Linked DNA regions of Mus musculus: region 1 is linked to region 2. A link is a contact called in public HiChIP or PLAC-seq data. All regions are on one chromosome and are shown on one strand. Each heading gives the region's core, a stretch centred on a gene start, on an enhancer-like site or on the middle of the called end of the contact. The rest is flanking DNA. Distances are from core to core; before and after follow the strand shown.

The links. HiChIP or PLAC-seq counts read pairs in DNA pulled down with a chosen protein or histone mark.
Region 1: an H3K27ac HiChIP or PLAC-seq map of heart atrium shows a contact between it and region 2, with 21 read pairs. The contact joins the promoter of Eva1b here to the enhancer-like site in region 2. A contact is called at or near these places in 16 of 39 promoter capture datasets (the 3T3-L1 cell line, the C10 cell line, the HPC-7 cell line and 9 more), 2 of 15 datasets of contacts at CTCF or cohesin (CD8 T cells and the G1E-ER4 cell line), 35 of 484 Hi-C or Micro-C datasets (the AML12 cell line, the BV-2 cell line, CD4 T cells and 20 more), 21 of 115 datasets of contacts at active chromatin or transcription factors (CD8 T cells, the HPC-7 cell line, the SCID.adh cell line and 11 more) and 3 of 9 other capture datasets (adipose tissue, liver and pancreatic islet).

The regions. Positions count from the first base shown.
Region 1 is chr4:126,144,671-126,150,150 of GRCm38.p6, forward strand. It overlaps Eva1b (eva-1 homolog B (C. elegans)), which reads left to right and starts at 3,333. Exons shown (of 3, transcript NM_172145.3): 1 at 3,333-3,961; 2 at 4,281-4,375; 3 at 4,566-5,204. The coding sequence starts at 4,309. The coding sequence ends at 4,993.
Region 2 is chr4:126,108,247-126,114,214 of GRCm38.p6, forward strand. The region is part of intron 1 of Stk40 (serine/threonine kinase 40); the gene reads left to right. Among named protein-coding and RNA genes, the nearest start is that of Stk40, 7.3 kb to the left of the region's middle. Within about 2 kb of position 2,750, at least 370 of the 459 cell types and tissues checked have an H3K27ac peak or open chromatin away from gene starts, as enhancers often do. A contact at or near this core is called in the AML12 cell line, the BV-2 cell line, CD8 T cells and 25 more, where this site is marked.

The sequences.
Region 1 (5,480 bases), core at 2,083-4,582, 37 kb after region 2:
ACCGCCCAGCTTGTTTTGTTTTTTGAGACAGGCTTTTTCTCTGTATAACAATCCTTGCTGTCCTGGAACTCATTTTGTAGACCAGGTTGTCATCAAACTCACAGAGATCCACCTGCTTCTGCCTCCTAAGAGCTGGGACGGTGTGCCACCAGGCCCAGCTGTTTCCTGGGACTGTTCACTGCTGTGTTACATGGATGGAATTTGTACTTCATGTTGTTCTGAGCTTTACCAATCACAACACACATCACCCTTACTGTGATGTTCTAGCATCAGTCACACACGACTCTCACCTTCCTAGCAGTAAACCACAGATACATGCCATTTCTATATCACAGGACAAAATGACACATTTTACTTAGATGTGAAAGTTGGTACTGGCTAAGTTTCATTTCCAGAGCATGAATAGCAAGCACAGTGGGACACACCAAGAAAGGCAGCTGAGTGTTTTTTTTTTTTTTTCATAACAAACTCCTCTATGGGACTCTGACTCTACAGAAGTTCAAATCCGGGCTCTACTACTTGTACCTCTGTGAGCCTAAAGGCAAAATGCTAAGCCTCATTCTCCTCTGTCAAATGGGAGCCACATTACAAACTACACAGGGAATGCCTGGAACAGAAGGCAGTTCATATTTGTTATAATTACACTTACCCGAGCAAATTTTACCCGGGACCCCCTTCTTAGCCAGTGTACTAGTGCTGGGGTCATGGGGACACTGAGAGACTTGACAAGCCATAGGAGGCCCTGAGTGAGTCCCCTTTTCCCTTCTGGCTAAGCCAGGGCCCCGAGGCCTCTTCCAGTCTGGATCTCTCAACACCCCCCCCCCGCCCCCATCCCACCCACCCCCCTCCCGCTGTGACCTGCCAAGACCTGCCTTTCCTGTTTCCTCCCTGGGCCTTTCCAAGATGACCAATTCCTGATCTCACACATAGGAGGACAGAGATGGGCCAGCCAAAGGACAAGTGGCCAGGCAAGCAGAGGAGCCCTGGTAGAACAAGCAGAGATCTGCAGGTGGATGCAGGATGCAGACAGTGGATGAGAGTCCAGCCACCAGCAAGAAACAAGAGGCTGGACAGAACTACGTCTGGCAGGTGCAGGAAGCTGGCCACTGTGGACAGCCATCTCAGCCGAAGAAGGCTTTAGGTACCTTCTCCAGAACTCTGCTTCTGAGTCATCAGGGCCACGGAGTCACTTCTCATGCTTAGCTACGAGCAGCCTGCTGAAGAAGGTAACACTCTATTAGGACGCACCTGTCTGCAGAGTCCAGTACTCTCAATACTCCCCTTGTCTCAGCCTGTCTTCCCGAGGACGGATCACATCTGATCCAGAGGTGGACACAGAGATGTTAGCTCGGCGATGCAGACTGCGTCGTGGAAGCCCATGTCAAACCCCACAGGATAGCCATGCGGATGTCACAGAGAACAGGTATGTGCCACACAAAGTCAGGTCCAGTCTCCTCACTACATACAGTTGTACAAGCTAAACCGCAGCACACACTAATATGTAAGTGGCTGGCAGGCCATGTTTGTCAACACATTCCCAGTACTAGTTATTCTGTATGTGTTTAAGCCACACATGCCTTGGAGGGACAGGGCTGGCCATGTTCACCCACAGGCATCACTGATGATGTTGAAATGTTGCCTGCTAGAACCCAGAGGGTCCCATCCTTGCTCCTGCCTGGTTTTCCTCTCATCTTGCTGGTCTGCTGTAGAGGAGACCCCTTAATGTATGGGTTCAGGGGCTGAGGCTTTAGACAGACTCCCTTCTCCCTGTTCTCTGGAACTGGGTGACCCACCTATTTCCAGGATGCTAATCTCATCTTGTCTTGCCTGCCTCGAAAACTATCTTCACTCAAAACTATGTCCACACAGCAACTCCCTTCAGACTACCAACTCCTCCTCCTCCTTCTTCACCACCATCACCACCACCCAGACCACTCCTTTCCTGAATATTTGCAACACTGTTCTCTCTGCTTCTACTGTTTGTTCGTTTTGTTTTTTTGTTTTGTTTTTTGGAGACAGGAAGGGATTTGGGTCTACATGGTACATGGTGAATTTTCTGAGATTTTTTTGTAGACCAGGCTGGCCTCCAACTCAGAAATCCGCCTGCCTCTGCCTCCCAAGTTCTGGGATTCAAAGGCGTGCGCCACCACGCCCTGCCCTCTGCTTCCACTCTTGCCCTGCTGTGGCCAAGCCTATCTTGAGCAGCTTCAGGAGTCTTTCCAATGTGTGGCGTGGGGACTGACACTCTCTAACTTAAGCCTCCAGGGGTTATCACTTCACTTCCAATGAAATCCAAGCTCCTGAGTGATCTGCAAATCCTGTGTGGTCTCCGATCAGTTACTTTCCCCTCGAACCTCTCATGCTAGCTCCGTCTCTGCATGCCAGAAACTCCACTCATGCTCCCATCCTACCCTTTGATCCTGCCTTAGACAGGCTCCCCGAGATCCTGGCATGGCTGCCCTCTCCTCAGGACTGAGCTCTTACCTGGGGCGTCTCTGTGAGAGTTACTCAAGATGTTCTCCATCACATTAATGCATTCCACTACCTTCATGACACCTCACAGCCCCTTTGAAGATGCCTGCCTCCTGAGGGCTTGTAACCTCTGACCTCTGCAATTCCTTTTTTTTTTTTTTTTTTTTTTTTTTTGGGTTTTCGAGACAGGGTTTCTCTGTATAGCCCTGGCTGTCCTGGAACTTATGCCACACTAAAATGCTGAGGCAGCATTATATGCAAATAGGTAAGTACGCATGGGCCAACGCATGCTTACAAAGCAGACTAAACACAAAAATACCCAGGTCTGAGCCAGCTTGGTCCTTTCTCCATCTCCTCTTGACCCCTACTTGAACCCAGGCGGGCTTGGAGGAGTCGGGGTCTGCAGCTTGAACAGGGAAGGGGTTAATGGCCTCCAGGCTTCAGGCAGCGCCTACAGCTATGCCTGCAATTTCCTCTGGCCATTCTTTCCCTCCTCCTTCCCAAGATTCCCGCCAAGAAGGCCTCCCCCTCACCCCAGCTCCAGCGTAGGGAGGGGAAGGGGGTTGGCCAGGAGAGTAAGCAGAAAGAAGAGGCCAGCTGCAGATCCCCCCCAGCGCACTTCGGTCCCAGCCTTGAGCCCAGGTGGAAGCACACGTGTGACTCTGGGCAGGTCCGGCTAGCAAAGCAAGCGAGGCTGTTCCCTAGCGCCGAGGCCCCCGCTGGGGTCTGCAATATGCTGGGACCTGGCTCACCGCCGAGTCCGACAATCATTAACCTTGGGTGACCACAGCAGCTGGACACACTCAGCCAGGGCACTGGGAGGAGGGGCTGAGAGATCCCTTCTCCGAGGAAAACCAATAAGGACGCGGGGGTGCCGGCTGCCTCTACTAGGTCTAGGAAGGTCTGGAAGGATGAAGGGGTTTGGACCCGCCTCATCCCAGGAGGAGCCAGGCACAGGAAAGTAGTTTGGAGCCTGCGCGCTAGAGTAAGAGCGTTGTGGGTTCAAATCCTGACCGTGTGGCAAAGGTCTTCAAGATCTTTGACTCAGTTTACTTCATTTGCAAATTGGAGATTTAATGGTAGCCACATTCCAGGGTTGGCTGGCTTAAATGAAGGGATGTCTACGGGAAGCGGGAGGGGAGGTAACCTGCCGCCAGGGGCTCCAGGCCTTAGGGATGTTTAGTAACTAATGTTGTTGTTAGTACTGGCGGGGGCGGACCCTGTGAGCGCCCTCCCCAGCGGCTTCCTGTAGGGGAGCAGGGGCCGCCCCCTCTCCCCTTCCTCCAGGCGCTCTTCCTCCCCGCCTCTCCTCCCCGCCCCGCCCCGTCCCTCCTCTTTCCTCGGAGGAAACTTTCCGCCGGCTGGTCCGTCGCGGTGTCCGGCCGCACCGCCGTGCGAACCTGGTAAGGCGGACGGGGCGGCCCGGCCTGGGTGTATGCGGCCACCGGGGAGACGCCACTGCCGGGGCGAGGCTGCGGGACGCTGACGGGTGAGCGAGCCGGGCCGGCCGAGGCCCCGCGGGTGGAGGGGTGCAGGAGGGAGGTGGAAGGGGAGCCCGAGGCACCGCCTCGCCCTTCCGTGCGCTGGGCCTCGCCTGGGGACCCCACGAGGGGGCGGAGCGTGTGCGCCCTCTCCGCCGCTCCCGGGGATGGAGAGGCGTCTGCGGGGGAACAAGGACTAGCAGAGTCCAGATCTGCGATCCAGTGAGGCGAACCGCTCCCTCGCCCCACCACCACCCCAGGGTGGAGGAGCTACGCGAGGAGCGAGCGCCTTGGGCTCTGGAAGACCTGACCTGGGTGACCTCGCAGGCTGACAGGCGAGCTGCATCCCAGCAGCATGGATGCCCCAAGAAGGGACATGGAGCTACTCAGCAACAGCCTGGCAGCCTATGCGCACATCAGAGGTGAGGGCCAGGCCTGGGGGCACGGAGCCCGTCCATCATAACCCAGGCAGCCCTCCACTCCTAGCTGCTCACCCTGTCCTTGCAGCCCTTCCGTTCCTTGCCCCAAGCCTAGCTAGACCCTGGATCTCTCCCAGATGGGACGACTCCAGCCTGTCAGGGCCCCCTGTGACCTCCGCTCCCTGCTCCCTAGCTAACCCCGAGAGCTTCGGCCTCTACTTCGTGCTTGGCGTCTGCTTCGGCCTGCTGCTGACCCTATGCCTGCTGGTCATCAGCATCTCCTGCGCGCCTCGCTCGCGACCCCGGACCCCTGCTCCGCGCCGGGACCCCCGGAGCAGCACCCTAGAGCCGGAAGACGAGGACGATGAGGAAGATGAGGACACCATGACGAGGCTGGGTCCCGATGACACGCTGCAGGGCCAGGAGCTGTCCACAGAGCCCGACGGGCCCCTTAGTGTCAATGTCTTCACGTCAGCAGAGGAGCTAGAGCGGGCACAGCGGCTGGAGGAGCGTGAACGAATCCTGCGGGAGATCTGGCGCACTGGGCAGCCAGACCTGCTGGGCAGTGGCACGCTCGGGCCCGGAGCCACGGCCACGCTGGGACGAATGCACTATTACTGACACCCGGCCCCTCAGCGTGGGGCCAGAGTACTGGATATGGGACTGCCTCAGGGCCTTCAAAAAACTGCCTCTGCCCCCAAATCTCTTTGGTGCTATTGGGCGTCACATCGCCGCCTGCTAAGCACTCTTCATAGGGCAGGTGTGGGTGGGAAAAGAATGCCAGCTCCCACCTTCTCCCGATAATAATGACCAATGAAAGGTAGTCTTGGCGACTCAGTCTCTCACTGGTTACTACTGCTTTCAGCAGGCCTCCAGGCTCCAGCCCTGCTGCAGGGGAGTTCCAGAGCTGTGGGAGTAACTTATTCCTTTTGCGGGTTGCACCCCCTCTGGGGGTCCAACCAGTGCATGCTTGTGATCACTTCACAGATCAAAGGAACAGACCCAGACACGCCTCTTGCACACAGGGCGGATACTATGAGCATTCCTCACAAATACGGTAGCCGGTGGCCGGAACTAGCCGGTGTTTGGACAAATGTCACCTAGTCCC
Region 2 (5,968 bases), core at 1,500-3,999:
ATGGCTGGCACTTTCCAGGTCTGGCCAGAAAAGCCCTGCTACTTTTGCAGTAAGTTTGGTGCTGGCAGCATCCCAGGCTACGGGTGCATCATGGGCAAGGGGCGTGTTTTCTCCTGGAAAAAATAGGAAGGAAATTAAGAACAACAAAAGGTTTCAAACCAGCAGAGGTTCCCTGTTGATTACCATGGACACTGCACTGGATGGCCCTCTGTGGGGTAGGGCTTACTCTGCTTTACAGGACAGCTTGTCGGGGATCAGAGGGATTAAGGAGCCTGCTCTGTTAAACAGCCAGTGATGATGGGACTGGGACTTTCCACATCCGGCTCTCTGTGACTCTGGAGCCCATGCTACCCCTTCCTCCATCCGGGCCAGGCGCTGGCCCCAGGGAGCCCAGTCCCCAGAATCTTGGAGTCAAGAGCTATAGGGCTGGAAGGGACCTTGATGAGGCAGAAGCAATCCTTCCCTTGGCTGAGGAATAGAACTGCCACTGCCTGGAGGCAAGGTCTTCTCTTCTCCCCGTGGGGAGTACATAGAAACATTTTAAACCATGTTAGCCACAGTCAGACCTGGCTTCAGAAGCCAGTTCTGTCACATGCTGGCCAGATGACCTTGAACAAAATCATTCTGACCCCAGTGTCCTCTGCTGTTAAAGGAGGATAACTGTTCCTGCACTGAGGCTGAAATAGGTTACTGTGATACCAAGTGTCGCTTAGTGCCTGTCATAGTCAGGTTCCAGTGCTGTCTCATTAGTGATCTGTGAATATCCCTAAAGTGACAGCTCATGCCTGCCTTCAGTCCAATGGATACCAGGTGGCAAACAGGAAGCTCTTTATAGACTTGTTTGCAAGCTGTCTGAGGGAGATTGTACTTCCCAGGACTATTGACCTTGACCCTTCCTTCCTTAGCTCCTGGGACCCCCTTGCCTTAGCAGACAGCGCCATAAGACTGGGGCAGTAAGCTTCCACCTGCCACCAGAGTACACCTTCTCAAGAAGCAAAATTATCATTATAATAACTATAGGGAATAACCAAAGAATGCAAAAGAATATGAATAAGAAATACAAGAGCCCTCCCTCTCTCTGGATTCTTCTCAAAACTCCCTGTGCACATTGAAGGGTGTTAATTTCTTTAACCAAAATAGGTTCATATGCACATGCAGTATTGCAGGGTGCTTGTTTTTCTCAAGATGGGATTTCTTTGTGTAGCCCTGGCTGTCCTGGAACTTTCTCTGTAGACCTGGCTAGCCTTGAACTCAGAGATCTGCCTGCCACTGCCTTCCAAGTGCTGGAACTAAAGATATGCAGGCTTGGTGGTGGTGGTGGTGTTTTTGATAGGGTCTCATCAAGTCCAAACCAGTCTGGAAATCAATGAAGTTGACCTAGAACTTGTGAATCTCCTACCTCAGCCTCTAAGTACCGGGATTACAGGAATATGCCTCGATGCCCAGTTTCTGTGGTGTTGGGAGGTAGGCAAGTGCTCTCCCAGCTGAGCTACATCTTAAGCCCAAAGTTGTGAAATTTAACTTTGTATGGCTCTGATCCAAATGGCCTTGCGTGTAGGATGACGCAGTGCTTCTTTTTAAAGCCGTTGCAGACAATGTAAGGGAAAGTTGCATGTCTGTGTGCTCAGCTTGAGCTTTCCCGTGCCACTCTGAAAACCTGGGCTAGACACTGGCCTGGTTCCTCTCATGCATGTTGGTTCTGAGGACAGTCCCTCGGGGTGCACCATACTTGGGGGCAGTGCCACCACCACCCCCATCTCCAGGTGAGGAAGCTATGAGCCCAGAAACAGGTGTCCAGGTCACAAAGTAGACAGAAAGGTGGCTCTTAGGCACAGCCAGCCCTTCTTTGATCTCTTGTTGCTTTCTCTTTGCCTGATTTCAGCTATTTTGGGTGACAGTACTTGAACTCCATATGGGACCCTGTGGCAGCCGTGTCATTGGGCTGAGTCAACCCCACAGAGCAGTAACTGATATTTTGAGCTGAAGGGCCCCTGAGTCACATGCTAGGATCTTCCTTGCTGTGAGTTTCTTTTCTAGCCAGTGAGCTAGAGCGGACTGGTATGACAAGGGAGAGCTGTCAGTAACTTGCGCCAATATCCCTTCTTCACAAGGCCCCTTGCAGATCCAAGACCCATCACAAATGTCAACCAAGCCAGTGTGCTTGGCTGCTTTTCTGGATGGGAGATACCAGGCCAGCACAGCTCGAGAAAGAGCTATTAAGATTGTCCCCTCCTCTGACACCCACACGGCCTGACAGATTATTGTTGTCACGTCAGCTGCTTCCGGAGGCAGGGAGGAGGGGGTCAGCTGGTGACAGGACTGTCGACAATACCCTAGATCCCATTCTGGTGGCTTCTAAGAGTGACTGCTGGGGAAATGCCCTCAGGAGCAGCCAGCCCACTTGAGCACTCCCAGGGACTGGTGATGCTCTGGCTTTTTTCTAAAACTGCTCCGAGCCTACCCCGACCAGCACTTCAGTCTTCTAGTGGAGCCCATGGGGGAACTCCTGAAGGCTGTAAGTGGTGATTACACAATCTCCTCATATGGGGCTAATTTGTAAAGCCTGCCTCCTGGAGGAGACAAGAGCTGGATCCCCAGGCTGCAGAGTGGGCTTTTAGGTCCCTTCTGCGTCCAGCTGCAGTGCTCAGCATGACCAAGTGCTGCTGGGGACAGGCTGCCTAATGGCAGTGGATGTACTTTGGGGGAGCTGTGTAGGCCCTTTGCCAGCACCCCTCCCACTTCCCCCTGGCTGAGTCACTTCCTTTCTGGCTGCCGCAGGTATTCTCCCACAGGCCCAGAGCAGAGCCGCCTCAGTGGGTGAGGCTCGCTCTGTGTAGCCCTCACTAGTAACCCCCAGGCAGTACAGTGCAGCCAGCGTGGGGAGAATGAGGCAGTGGTATATTTTCCTAACAAACTGGAGCTGTGTGTATCCTCTTGCATTTACAGAGTGAGCAGAAGCGGCACTGTTGGGGAATAGTGAAGATGACAGCACAGGCATGAGTCTTTGTCACCAGGGAATCCTGGCTGGAGTCAAAGGATTACTAATCCATCTCCCCAGCCCCCCAGCCTCCATCCGGAGCACAAAGCAAGGGCTTCCGGTCGGTCGGTCGTTCCTTTGAGAGCAGGGGAGGACTCACTCCCCTTTCAGCCACACCTGTCATGCCATTCAGGTTTAAAGGGATAGCCCTGATGTCTGTCTCAGTCCAGTCAGGAGAAGAGAGCTGCCAGCTCCAAGTTCTGGTTTCTCTGTCCTGAAACAGACATTGGCTCTGCAGGTATAGTTTCTTGATAGGGCGCTTGTCTCTATGCTTAAGGCCCTGGGTTCTATCGCCAGCATTCTAACAAACAAAAATAGACGAATGAGAAAGTTATTAAAAAGAGGGGGCTGGAGAGATGGCTCAGTGGTTAAGAGCCCTGACTGCTCTTCCAGAGGTCCTGAGTTCAAATACCAGCAACCACATGATAGCTCACAACCATCTGCAATGGGATCTGATGCCCTCTTCTGGTGTGTCTGAAAACAGTTACAGCGTACTCATATACATAAAATAAGTAAATAAATTAAAAAAGAAAAATTAAAAAGAACCCAGGCAGGGCATGGTATTGAATCACTGTAATCCTAGCACTTGAAAGGCAGAGGCACAGGAGACTCACACATTCAAGGTCAGCATGGTCTGCATTCTGAATAAGACCCTGCATTTAGGGGGAGGAGGAAAAAGCCCTAAAAATGGATCCTAGTAATTAGCCCTTCAGGTACAAGCTGAAAATTCACGTGTCTGGAGAGATTATCTACCAGGTCACCTATACACACAACAGGGGCATTTGTCTTTCTTCTGCTAGCCCCAGGATAACAAGCTGATCTTTTGGACATCCTATGAAGGAAATGTTACCACTCCCCTTTTCAAAATGAGGAAACTGAGGCCCACAAAGGATTGACTGGGTTAACAGAGCAAGAGAAAGATGGAAGCTAAGGCCTGAACCCTGGTTTGCACAACCCCATGTTGGTCCTGCTCTCCTGTCTGATATTTGGGTGACTGCCCGTGGTTTGAAACCCTTGTTCCTGGGCTGTGAGTTCCTCTTGCTTTCTTGAGTATAGAGAGCAGATCTGTAGGGAGGCTGGCTATCTCAGGTGTGTGGAGACAGTTACAGAAACAACAAGCTTATGCAGATTTAGCATGAGAAAACATGTATTCCTGCCTCAACGTTTGAGTTAGTGACTTTAGGAGTCTCACTAATTTTTTCTAGGAAATATGCATGCTCCTATGTGTGTCAGGGAAGATCAGTTAGAATTATGTATTTGCAGCTGTTTTGTAAACTATAAAGCTGTAAGCAGGGCTGGAGAGATGGCTCAGTGGTTAAGAGCACCGACTGCTCTTGCAAAGGTCCTGAGTTCAAATCCCAGCAATTACATGGTGGCTCACAACCAAGCAACAATAATGAGATCTGACTCCCTCTTCTGGTGCATCTGAAGACAGCTACAGTGTACTTAGATATAATAATAATAAAGAAAAATTTTTAAAAAGCTGTAAGCAAAAGTCACTTAGAGATAATGTAAGAATGTAGAGCTCGCATGTGGATTCTGAGAGGTCTTGCATCTCTTACACAGGTTAGTCTGTCCCTTCCTCATTGTGGGGTTCTATACAGAAATGGGTTTGGTTCCATGATTGGGATGTCTTTCTGCTATTTAAACAACCCAGTGTAGACCATGTCCTGCCTCATGCATTTCTGACATGGGCCTTTGTTTCTTTTAGAGTAGCCCAGCTAGCTTTGACCCACAGTGATCCTCTTGTCTCAGCCTCACTAGTACTGAGGCATTTCTTTTTGTGTCTTTTCCTTTGGTGGGGGAAGGAGTAGGGGATTGTGGGGCAGCTCTCACGATGTAACCCAGGCTGGGCTCAGACTGCCTTCCTGACTCTACTTCCTGATGCTGGGATTATAGGCATGTGCCACTGCACAGTATGCCAGGGGATTTTTTTTTTTTCTGGTTAACCTGCCCAATACCAGCAGAGTTTTTGTGTCTGTTGCCCTGAGCTAGTAGACACTTCCTAGTCTGTCTGGCTCTGTTCTCATCTCAGTCCATTTCAGTCCCAGCCTGGCAGAGGGCACGATTCACCCGTGAAGAATAACACTTGTGCCTCCATACCCAGCTGTCTATCCCCTGCCCTGACACTGGCCTCCGTGCCTCGTAGATGCATGGCCTATTTTCTCTTGGCTTTTTGGCAGGCACAGGCTAGGCTCAGCTAGCAGAGTCAGACTTGCTCTCTGGGAGCCCACAGCCTGGGCTGGGGTGATGGTAAACAAACCAATAGTCACAGCCCAGTGGGAGGGTGCAGAGGTATGCTCTGGTGTTCTGGGTGGTAGAGAAGGCCACCTAGCCCTGGTAAATGGCTGGGAGTATCTGTTTTTTAGGTTTTTTTTTTTTTCGAGACAGGGTTTCTCTGTGTATCCCTGGCTGTCCTGGAACTCACTCTGTAGACCAGGCTGGCCTCAAATTCAGAAATCCACCTGCCTCTGCCTCCCGAGTGCTGGGATTAAAGGTGTGCACCACCACTGCCCCGCTTCGAGTATCTGTTGTAAGTGACAAGACACTTCAATGAGGACGGTGAGACGACAGGGAGGCCAGAGAGAAGAAGGGTAAGGTGAGACTGTTCATGGCACATACAGCTGCCATGACTCATGGGCTACATTTAGTGTCATATAAGGGCAGTAAGGTGGAGGAGGTAGCAGGTCTGGCAGCCTTACTGGAGAGCTTGGGTTTCTTCCTGAAAACTGGGAGACTTGCAGGACCTCTGCAGTAGATAGCTGCTGCTGCCGCCGCCCAATGGACTGTGTCTGTCCAGCCTGTTACCCAGTTAGCAGAGGCAGTGGCTTGTGTTTGATGGAGTGGTTCCTGCATCCTTTTTATCAGCCCGAAGGAGAGCAGTGGCTCACTGCTCTGCCCTTGGTGCAGAGAAGTGCCTAGGATGCGTTG